Regions from separate parts of the Sus scrofa genome. Here region 1 is linked to region 2. A link is a contact called in public Hi-C data. All regions are on one chromosome and are shown on one strand. Each heading gives the region's core, a stretch centred on a gene start, on an enhancer-like site or on the middle of the called end of the contact. The rest is flanking DNA. Distances are from core to core; before and after follow the strand shown.

What was found. Hi-C and Micro-C count contacts between places; a contact is called where the count stands out from the background.
Region 1: a contact with region 2 is called in a Hi-C map of liver, with 20 times the contacts expected there. The contact joins two enhancer-like sites. A contact is called at or near these places in 3 of 47 Hi-C or Micro-C datasets (liver and skeletal muscle).

The regions. Positions count from the first base shown.
Region 1 is chr13:27,563,719-27,566,629 of Sscrofa11.1, forward strand. No RefSeq gene overlaps it. Among named protein-coding and RNA genes, the nearest start is that of TOPAZ1, 9.5 kb to the right of the region's middle. Within about 2 kb of position 1,358, at least 4 of the 83 cell types and tissues checked have an H3K27ac peak or open chromatin away from gene starts, as enhancers often do. A contact at or near this core is called in liver, where this site is marked.
Region 2 is chr13:27,072,045-27,074,966 of Sscrofa11.1, forward strand. No RefSeq gene overlaps it. Among named protein-coding and RNA genes, the nearest start is that of ABHD5, 67 kb to the left of the region's middle. Within about 2 kb of position 1,552, at least 6 of the 83 cell types and tissues checked have an H3K27ac peak or open chromatin away from gene starts, as enhancers often do. A contact at or near this core is called in liver, where this site is marked.

The DNA of each region.
Region 1 (2,911 bases), core at 108-2,607, 490 kb after region 2:
GCCACCCTTTGCTTTTCCTCTCTTACTAGTTGTCTTAGAGAGATGCAGTGATCAAAGCCACCTCTCATGGGCTCTTTAGAGCCACCTCTTGTCCCTCAACCTGAGTGGGTACATGTATATGCCAGGTGGTCCTTGAAACTCTTAGCCCCTGGGCACTCAGCCTCCTCCTCATAAGGACACCCCATCCTACCAGCTGGCCCTACCAGACTGGACAAGACTCCTCAGGTCAGCGCTCTCCTGTATGGTCCACATTGGGTGCATGGTGGCCGCTGTCCAGTCCCCTGCCCTGACTAGTTCTGGGAGTACAGACCCATCCCAACCTGATCAGCCTGCTGGCTCCACTATCACGGCAGAGAGTCAGCTCTTTCCCACTCTGCATTTTCTGGGGTAGAAGGGTATCAGGCCCCATTCGTGGTTCACTTTAGTTTTGTGAGGCAGGGGTCAGGTCCCAGTTCGCATCTCTCAACTGGATGGAGTCCAAATCAAACTCTTCTACTGGTTTCCTGGAAGCCACCCTTGCCAGGCATCGGTCAGAAAACACCTTCTCACAAGAGGACAGGATTCAGCAGAGTGGCCACTCTCTCCCATGAATATCCACAGAGCTCCCATAAATGTTAACTATAATTTCAACAGATCAACCAGTGGCCAGGCATCATAATGGGTGCTGGGATAAGAGATCAGAAAGACACTCTTGGAGTTCCTGTTGTGGCTCAGCGGGTTAAAAACCTGACTAGTATCCGTGAGGATGTGGGTTTGATCCCTGGCCTCATTCAGTGGACTAAGGATCCAGCATTGCCGAGGCTGTGGTGTAGGCCAGCAGCTGCAGCTCCGATTCGACCCCCAGTCTGGGAACTTCCAAGTGCCGCAGGTGTGGCCCTAAAAAGGAAAAAAAGAAGGAAAAGAGAAAGAAGGAGAGGAAGATGACATTTCTTGGCTTTCAAAGGGGAATTGTTCTTCCTCAGGGTCTCTTGAATCTGCTGCTTGCTTATCTAGGGTTTCTCTCTAACACGAGGGCTGTGGAGAGGGCTCTCTGGTTGGACGTCTCCTTCCTGAAACACAGCCCTTCCAGATCAGCCTTTCTGAGCCTCAACTCTGACAGCCGCACCATTCCACCCAGCCCTCAAAAAGGAGAATTTCAGGTCCCATGCATCCAGCTGACATGTACTAGGGACTTGCTCTGGGTGGGGCACTATTGCAGCAGGGGGGATACAGCGGGGCAGAAAAAGGCCCTGCTCCAGCTGGGGGCTGGGGAAGACATGATGAGCGTGTCACAGGGCACGTGTTGAAAGAGCCAGGAGGAGAATGGCAAGTGACAGGAAAGCACGTGGGGGAATCTCCCCTCTTTAAGTGGTGCCAGTGTTGATGTTTACCCAGGTTTGTCCTGTGATCCTGTGGGACAGGGAAGGTTAAGGAACACCCCCACCCTTTGTCTTCCAGAAAACTGCTTACTACAAAGAACCACCTTCTCCCTTTTAGCAGATAAGACTTACAGGTGCCTCTTATTTACCCATGACAAGCCCAGACCCTCAAAACTCCCTTTCTTTGCCTCATAAATGATTAGTCAAAGTGTGTGTCCCCACTAATCAGTTGGAACAAAATGCTTGTTTACCAAACATTGGTTAAGCTTCTCTGTCCCTCCAGTTTCCTGAACTTTGGCCCACCCTCACGCTGAGCCAGCACCCAACCCGCACCAAGAACAGTCTGGCCTTAGGGGCAGACATTCTCTGATCTTCTATCTGATCACGCCACCCTGTCGTCCCACTCCCCCACACCTGCTTCCTGCTAGTGTGATTTAATCCTCTCTGTAAATAAAAACTCTTTGAATCAATCCATTGACACCAGCCAGATCCATGACGTGTTTATGTGTAATATGTGAAACACTGTACTTTCCTAGTGTGTGAACTATGATAATATCGTATTGTTCACAAGGTTTAAAGTGAGATGTCCTCCAAAGACGGTTCTCAGTTTTAAAATTTAAATTCTATCCATGAGGATGATATAAAGATGATGGATTCTGGTGGGAAGAAACATTCCAGGCAGGGAAAGAGCAACACAGAAGTCCCAAGACGAGAACACACTTAGCATGTTCCAGTGTCAACAAGAAGGTCAGTGGGTTAGGGCATCACAAGGAGGAAGAAAGGGGTCAAATATTAGGGCAAAGGGATGCCAGGGGTATGATTATGCAAAGCCCATGGAATATCAGAAAGACTTTCAATTTTATTTTAAATGGGATAGGTACCCACTAGAGGGTTTGGACGCAGAAACAAGTTGCATTTTAATGAATCAACTTGACTGCTATGTGAAGAATAGTGTAGTAAATTTGGAAATAGGGAAATAAGTTAGGAGGCTGTTTACAGTGGTCTGAAAAGAAAGGATGGTGGCCTAACTAGGGGACAGAAGTGGTGGAGATGATGAGAAATGGTGAAATTTTGAATATTTCCAAGGAAAGCAGACAGTTTGCTAATGAATTGAATGCAGTTAGAGGAGTGGGCCTGTTGAGAGAGAGGATTCCAGAATGAGTCTACTTTTGACCTAAGTAACAGGAATTATGGAGTTGCCCTTTACTGAGCTGAGGAACATATGGGAGGAGTGGGGGAATCCAGAGTAATATTTTGGGCATGTGAATGTAAAATGTCAGTTAGATATTGTCTTAGCTCAGACAGAGCTCAAAGCAAAGACCCAGGAATAAGAAGTTTGGTTTTTGGGTTTTTTGTTTGTTTGTTTTTTTTTTTTTTTTTTTTTAATCTGCAGCATACAGTATTATGATGTGGGATCCCAGTTCACAGATCATATTGAACCTGGGCCACAGCAGTGAAATGGCCAAATCCTAACCATTAGACCACCAGGCAGCTCCCAGAAATACATTTTTTTTTAGGAGGTACAGGACCAGTGGTAAAAAGAGGGAGAGAGA
Region 2 (2,922 bases), core at 302-2,801:
GGGCCGCACATGCGACATATTGAGGTTCCCAGAATAGGGGTCAAATTGGAGCTGCATCCACAGCAACACAGGATCCAAGCCACGTCTGCAACCTACACAACTCATAGCAATGCCAGATCCTTAACCCACTGAGTGAGGCCAGAGATCAAACCCAGCTCCTCATGAGTACTAGTCAGGTTCATTACCACTGAGCCACAATGGGAACTCCTGTCATGTTTTGTTTTTAATTGATGTTGGTGAAAATCCAAAGGGGCCATGCCAGGCTACTCTCAAAGTCAGTGGGTACAAGGGATCATTTGCCTATATTTGCATGTTTAAAATTCCATCAGCAAAGTCATAGTATATAGAGAAAGAGAAAGGAAAGGGAATGAAAGCTTCAAATTGAAGGATAAGAAAATATGCTAAAATACAAAATGAATATGGTGATTAAGTGCGCAAAGTTAAAATAACTTCAGCCCATATCCATAACTAGACACACAAACGTGAAGTACATTATAGGTTCAAATGAAAATCTATGGTAATGAAAAGAGGATTAGAACTAGAAAATCATCCAGGCAGAGCATTTTTTAAACAAATCAAGGTTATAGGACTCTTCAGTGTTTGTGGACTCCTCCAGGGAAACGCAGAAACCTGGAGATCTTCGGGGGGGAGATTTTAACGACAGATGCAACTTCTTTAATGGTCGAATAGTCCTCTAACCATTAGAGAAATTGAATTCAGAATTTAAAAACTCCTGAAAAAATAAATCTCTTCTGGTTTCCACTCTGACATGTACAGAACTTGAAAGTCATTACTCTCATCCTTAAGATTTAAAAAAAAAAAGGGAAAGTCAATGACTTTCCCTGGACCCATCACAGAACAAAGGTCACAGGACAAAAAGCTGTTTGGAAACCTGGAGAGAGAAGCAAATCCAAAGGATCCCAGCCAAGATCTGCCTACCTGGGCAGAAGCACATGGTAAACTGGGGCAAATGGTCTTCAAAGACAGATTAGACAAAGGGATATTGCCCCGAGTAGAAAAAGTGCCTACACTTGTGATGGGGAGACAATGCTGACCCCAGAGATAGCACTGGAAAGACTATGGATAGGCAAAAATGGACAGAAGAATGCTCAAAACAGGAGTTCCCATCGTGGCTCAGCGGTAACGAACCTGACTAGCATCTATGAGGATACAGGTTCGATCCCTGGCCTCGCTCAGTAGGTTAAGGATCCTGCGTTGCTGTGAGCTGTGGTATAGGTCGCAGACTCAGCTGGGATCCAGAGTTGCTGTGGCTGTGGTGTAGGCTGGCAGTTGTAGCTCTGATTCAACCCCTAGTCTGGGAAGCTTCGTATGCTCCATAGGGTGTAGCCCTAAAAAGACAAAAAAAAAAAAAAAAGAATGCTCAACACAGTTGGGATAAAATATTCAAGTTCACTACTGATAATAGAAAAGCAAATTAACCCCCTGAGATGGGTTTCGTAATTTCTTGCCAAGCTGGCTGGAGCAAAGACTCTCTCTGGTGGCCACGTCACACTGTTATATCCTTTCTGGAAGGCAGTTTGTCAGCTGATGTCAAGAACCTTAAACATTAGTGTGCCCTTTCACCTGGTAACTCCAGTTCCAGGAAATTGCCCTAGTTGGGGCCAAAGTTCACACACAAACATGTTTGCCTTACACTATGACACGGGGATGCCAGAATATGCAAACTGCTGGCAAGGAGCGAGTGTGTAAACAGCTCATGGTCTCTATTGCAATGGATGAGGAGCAGCCATTAAAATTACACTTAGCAGTTCCCATCGTGGCTCAACAGAAATGAATCTGACTAGTATCCATGAGGATGTGGGTTCAATCCCTGGCCTTGCTCAGTGGGTTAAGGATCCAGCAGTTCGCAGGCATGGTTCAGATATGGTTTTGCTGTGGCTGTGGTGTAGGCTGGTGACTACATCTCCAATTCAACCCCTAGTATGGGAACTTCCATATGCCATGGATGCAGCCCTAAAAAGACAACAACAAAAACAAAAAACTACACTTAGAGGGAGTTCCCTGACAACCTAGGGGTTAAGGACCTGGAGTTGTCACTGCTGTGGCACAGGGTTGATCCCTGACCTGGGAACTTCTGACTGCCATCGGTGTGGCCAGAACAAATAATAATAGTAATAATTACACTTAGAGTTCTCGATGATATGAAAAATACTCATGGTGCAGTTTTTTTTGTTGGTTTTTTTGTTTTTTTTGGCCACACCCATGGCAAATGGAAGTTCCTGGGCCAGGGATTGAACCTGCAACTCCACAGCGACCTAAGCCACCACAGTTGAATTTTTAATCTGTGGCACCACAGCAGAAACTCCTATGGTGCAGTCTTGGAACAAAGAATGAAAAGTTGTATAATCACCTATTTTCACTTCACTTAAAAAAAAAAGCAGTTGAAAGGAAACACAAAATTTTAAGAGTTTATCTGGGTGTAGCCAGCAGGGAGATTGGGTAATACAGATAAATATTCTTAAAACTAGAATTTCAATAAGAAACAAGTAATTTTATGTTGACTTCTACAAATCTTTTTTTGTGGAGCTTAAAAACCTTTTTTGGACTATAAGAGTAAATCAACTCAATGAAAGTTAATTAACTTGAACAATGTGCTGAAATAATTAAATTGATAAGAAAACTCATTGAATTTTTAAAAAGCCCTAAGACTACTTACTGTGATTTTATAAATTGTACAGAGAAAATTATTTTAGTGATGGGAGGCAAGGGAGAAAGGGGTGGACAATTAGCTTGTGTCAAAACAAATGTGTGTGTGTGTGTGTATGTGTGTGGTGTGTGATGGAAGGATTCCTTCATGAATTCACATCAGAGAGCTGTTCTTTTCCATTTTTCTGTCCCTTTAAAATATTTTAAACACAGGAAGAATAGCAGAATTGTAGCACTGAGAAATAAAATATTGCC